Linked DNA regions of Neogale vison: region 1 is linked to region 2. Evidence: chromatin contacts called from public Hi-C data. All regions are on one chromosome and are shown on one strand. Each heading gives the region's core, a stretch centred on a gene start, on an enhancer-like site or on the middle of the called end of the contact. The rest is flanking DNA. Distances are from core to core; before and after follow the strand shown. Region 1 holds the start of TRPM7 (transient receptor potential cation channel subfamily M member 7). Region 2 has its middle 18 kb from the start of AP4E1.

What was found. Hi-C and Micro-C count contacts between places; a contact is called where the count stands out from the background.
Region 1: a contact with region 2 is called in a Hi-C map of fibroblasts, with 5 times the contacts expected there. The contact joins the promoter of TRPM7 here to the enhancer-like site in region 2.

The regions. Positions count from the first base shown.
Region 1 is chr13:77,529,583-77,532,282 of ASM_NN_V1, forward strand. TRPM7 (transient receptor potential cation channel subfamily M member 7) reads left to right here and starts at 1,351. Exons shown (of 38, transcript XM_044229494.1): 1 at 1,351-1,586. The coding sequence starts at 1,584.
Region 2 is chr13:77,368,687-77,371,386 of ASM_NN_V1, forward strand. No RefSeq gene overlaps it. Among named protein-coding and RNA genes, the nearest start is that of AP4E1, 18 kb to the left of the region's middle. Within about 2 kb of position 1,270, the one cell type or tissue checked has open chromatin away from gene starts, as enhancers often do. A contact at or near this core is called in fibroblasts, where this site is marked.

The sequences.
Region 1 (2,700 bases), core at 101-2,600, 160 kb after region 2:
AATTAGACAAAATCCCTGCCCCAAGGTGCTGATAATCTAGTAGGAAAGGTATGACACATATTATAGAACATTTTTGTTTTAGCCTCGGTCCTGCTGGACCCGCCAGATGGGGAAGGAATACAGAATACTTGAAGACTGTTCATAAGCATGGCCCAAGCTTGTCAGGTAAAGCAATGCGCAGATTAGTTTTGTTGGAGAGAAGATCCTATTTCACTGAACTGTGGGTCATAACATTACGCCCAAAGAAAAACAACAAAAAGTACACACTGTATGATTCCATTATATAAATCCCTGAAATATGCAAACTAATCTATATTGACAGAAGGCAGATCAGTGACTGCTAAGGGATGGGAATGGGGAGGAACAGGATGGAGGGATTATGAAGGAAGGGACGAAACGTGGGGGGTGATGAACATGTTCACTATCTCGATCATGGTGATTTCGGTAGTGTATACCCACGTCGACACTTGTGAAATTGCACATTTAAATATGTGACGGTTCTTGTAAATCAGTTATTCCTCGATAAAGCTGTGTTTAAAAAAGGGCTGCGATAGAGCCAGGTAATAGAGGGTCAGACCGACAAACTTCTTCCTTGGGAGCAGAAAGCTCTTATGCGAAAAACAAGTTAGTAACGTAACGCTGTTAGTCAAACCCGGGCTTAGCGAAGGAAAACAAAAAGCAGAGAGGCTGTTATTAGGCCCGGGAACAATCCGCAGCCTTTGATTAAGGCGGGTGGTGTATGCGTTGTCTGGGGGGGGGGGGGACATCTCTGGAAGGAAAGGATGGAGCCCACAGTTAAATGTGGGAGAATTTTTTTCTGGCAGAAACAGAGGAAGTTGGAGGAAGAACGTGATCTGGGGTGAGAAGATGATGTGGCACTTTGGACGAGGAGAGTAAGACTTCTCGCTAACGCACAGAGAAGAGGCTGGGAAACGCCGCAGGACAGCGTAGGCAGGGGCCAGGCCCAGTTGGTGTAGCGGACGGCGGCCAGGCCCGGCTAGCGGAGATGGGACCACGCCGCAGCTCCAGTCTGGATCCCAGAGGCCCGGAACCTTAAGCCTTCACTATAGCTCCCTCGAGTTCCATTCCCGGGGGTTGGGGGGGACACATGTCGGTGCGAGGCCCGCCCAGGTAGCCAATGGAGACCCCGAGTAATCACCCGACCCTCCACGGGAAACCCGGAGCGGTAGGCGGAGGCGCCCGTGCCCGGCGCGTGCGCGCGGCACGGAGGGAAGCGGCCTGGACGGGAGGGAGCGCGCGCCCTTCACGTGACCCAGCCCGCGGGCGGCGACGCACACGACGCGCCCCTCACGTGGTCTGTCTCCAGCCCCGTCGCCGGCGGAGGCGGGCGCGGGCGCGTCCCTGTGGCCAGTCACCCGGAGGAGTTGGTCGCACAATTATGAAAGACTCAGCTTCTGCTGCTAGCGCCGGAGCTGAGTTAGTTCTGAGAAGGTTTCCCTGGGCTGTCCTTGTTCGGCGGCCTCTGCTGCCGCCTTCGGAGACGCTTCCCAATAGATGGCTACAGGCCGCGGAGGAGGAGGAGGTGGAGTTGCTGCCCTTCCGGAGTCCGCCCCGTGAAGAGAATGGTACTGGACCCACGCAGGCCCCGGCGGGGGAATGGCCCTGAGGGGTGGCTGGCAGGGAAGGGGGTTGGACCTGACTGGCAAGTGTGCGTCCGGAGCCGTGCTTTCTGGGGCGAAGGAGCCCGGAATTGCCTTGAGGCTTCCGGACTTGCCCTGGCGGGACGGGAGTGCAGTTCGTTCGGGGGTGAGGGGCAGGAAGCAGGTATAGCAAATCTGGCACGACAGCTGGCCGCGGGAATGCCCCGAGCGGGGACCTGGCTCCAGCGAGGGGCCCCTCGGGGCGGCAGAGGCGCGAGCCAGGGAGTACCTGCTAGAGCCGAGCGGCCGCAGCGCGCCAGACGCAGCGCTCAGCCTCCGAGCTCCGCATCTCCCGGGAGCGCGTTCCTCCTGGCGCCAGTTGCTGGCAGATAAGGGAGCCAAATGCTCTGCTCAAGTTCGGCTTGGAAAGGGAAGGAGGGCTGGGAGGAAACACAAAAGGGATAGAGGACACGGGGTTGGAGCTGTGCAGTATTTGCTTGCGCAGCGGATACTCCACAGGTACGTTTTCCGTCTGGAGCCAAAGAGGAGGGATTTGACGATGTTGATGGCAGATCTGGTTTCCAGTTTTCCTTAGCAAGAATTAAGGATTTTTATTGGGACGCTGCTGTAGGTACCGAGGCGACGTGTTACTGGTATTTATGTCGAACTTGCTCATCCGTTGCCCTAGAGAGGGGTTTTAAACCTACCATTACAGTGGAGACGGATTCGGTGCATTGCAGCTTTTGATGGAGCTTTTTGTTGTTATTGTTAAGGCCAGGAATCAGATTGGAAGTTTACAAAGAAAGTAATTTAGATCAGGAACTTGAAGAGCAAAGTGTTTTTCTGGTCAGTACTTGATAGGTTTCATGCAAACGTCTCTCCCTCTGCTGGAGTCTGGCAGGGTTTACTTTTCTCCAGAAGTTAATTCAAGTGCCATACAAAAGTGAAACCACGAATATTGTTATGCTCTGAATAAGTAGTGCACCTTACACTATTTTCCACCTTCTATGGTAATGTAAAGTCAACAAAAGCGTCATTTTACTTTTTTCCTTAATTTTAAAAAAAAGGGTTACTGACACCAGATTTTTAAATTAATTAA
Region 2 (2,700 bases), core at 20-2,519:
AATGTAAAATGAAGAAGCCACACTGTATAACAGCTTGGTAGTTTTTTTTAAAAGGTAAACAAATTTGCCATATGACCTAGAAATTCTACTACTAGGTATTTACCCAAGAGAAATGAAAACGTATGTTCACAAGAAGACCTGTATATAAACATTCACGGCAATTTGGTTATTCATAATAACCAAAAGCTGGAAACAACCCAAATGTCCATCAATTGACAAGTGGGTAAACAAGGTCATATGTCCATGTAATGGACTATTTTCAGCTATAAAAAGGAATGAAGCACTGATTCATACTACAACATGGATGAACCTTGAGAACAGTATGCCAAGTGAAAGAGGCTAGTTTAAAATATATATATATATATTATATGATTCCATGTGTATGATATGACCAGAAAGGTTAAATATTTAGAAACAGAAATCAGAAAAATAGTTGTCTGAAACTGGAGGTGAAATTGAGGATAGACTGCAAATACTTATGAAGGGCCCTTATGGGGTTTTGGACATGTCTAAGTCTAGATAGTAACAGTGGTTGCACAGCACTATAAATTTACTAAGAACTATCAGCCGTATACTTACAATGGGTGGATTTTTAAGATATGTAAACTATTTCAATAACACTGTAAAATTGTTAAATGAATTTCAGAAATGCTTGTCCATTACTGATTGACAGTCTTGCTATAGGATCTTTCTGTGACTTAGTGACCAGGGATGCATACAGAAATGGAAAGAGAAATCTGTTTAGAAAAATTAATACCTTAATGAGGCCCTATAGAGAGTGAGCAGAGAAAAATTTCAAGAGGGAAGGCTTGGGAATGCCCAGAAATTGTTCAGGAAACTCTCCAGGCTGAGGCAAGGCCTAGAAAAGGAGACATACTGGGTGGAGTTCTGGGGACTGCAATGGTGAGGATTTAGTCAACTTTAAAGAACACAGTTCCACTCTCATACTCAAGGGGTCACCAGAGGAGCAAGTCCCAGAGTGACTGCAGCCATTTCCAACCCCCCAAGGCAGGGCCTTCTGAGCTCATTGAAAACTTGACCCAGGTTCTTTAAAGACCAGGACTCTAAATTTTCTTTCTTGGGAGGAAGAGGAAATATGCATGAAGGTGGCTTCCTTTTAAGTCTGAAAATGTGGCAGGAAGAGCCAAGAGAGGCCCTGTGACTCTCTCCTGGGGAGAGGCAGCGATTGTAGCCAAAAGAAACTGCCCTAAGAGGAGCTTTTTCAGAATGACACATGCTATTTTCTTCCTCTCCCTCCGTGACTCAGATTCATATTTCACACAGACCTTTGCCTGTATTTTCTTTCCTCTGCCTTGACCGCTAGCCAGCAGGCTGTGTCCACAGTGTTTTCCCACTCCTGCTCCCCAGTCTGAGTCAGTCTGGTAAAAACATTAGCTGGAAAAGATTTGGTTTTTACCAGGTAAATTCCTCTACAAGTACCTTTGTAATGAAAACCTCTAAGAGAGTCCTCCGCAGCCCAGCTTGTATCTCACCTAATTTAAGTCATAGTCAATGAATCAAAATTCTAATCCATACCACGTATTTGGACAGTCCAGTGGCACTTGTAAAAAGATTTGACCTATAATACTTTCTTTTCCCCAAAGAACTTAAGAAATAAGTAGAGGCAAAAACAGAATTCTTTCTGTAGTTGGAGAATATTTTCCCACAGACCCTTGTTTTAAAACTCCAGTTCTCAGGAAATCTCTGTAAGGACTTTTCCCAATAGTCTACCCAATCCCAGACAAAAAAGAGAGATAGGGTCTAGATTTGATAAGCAGGAATCTTCTCAGAAGGAAACCATGGGAACTGTCTCAATATTCAAGCAGACCCTGGTCCAGAGCATTGTAGAAAATGATCAAGGGATCAGAAATGAATCTAGTTAAAGGAAACAAAAGTGGGGCACCTGGGTGGCTCAGTGGGTTAAAGCCTCTGCCTTCAGCTCAGGTCATGATCTCAGGGTCCTGGGATCAAGCTCCCGCATCATCCATCGGGCTCTCTGCTCAGCAGGGAGCCTGCTTCCCTTCCTCTCTCTCTCTGCATGTCTCTCTGCCTACTTGTGATCTCTCTCTCTGTCATATGAATAAATAAAATCTTAAAAAAAAAAAAAAGGAAATAAAAGTGGCATACCAAAGAAGTGAGTGTTATGTTGAGGCCTGAAGCCATACTAATGTACTAATGAGAGTCAAGTCTTTAAAAATTCAGTACCTAGATCATATAACAGAATTAATTGCATCAGTTGTTCTTACATAGTGCTAGGGGCATCATTACTTGGAGAAGCCATTTTCTCCTTCTCCCAGCTCCATATAATAGAAACTTCCACTTCTTAAAAATTATGAAGAGCATTTGCCTTCCCACTATTAAGTAACCTTCCCTAGTTCTCCCCAAGGAAGGACTGACTTATCTGACTGTGGCACCTTGTCCTGGGAGCAGCCTGCCTACCAGACAAGAGCATCCCCACCCTGAGTCCCAAACACACACATGAACACCCACCCCTGCCTCCCCAGAAGTCTAGGGTAGAGTATTAGAAAGTGTGGTCATAAGCCCTGGCATGTGACTCCTCCATTTTGGCCTCGCTTCCATCAAAGCTAACATTTTTCTCTCAATATGCCTAATTCGTGTGGTCTGTTTCTCAAAAGCTTCTGAACACGAAGGGGGTAAGAACTGCCATTTATTGACTTCTTTAAAGCCTCCAAATCAAGA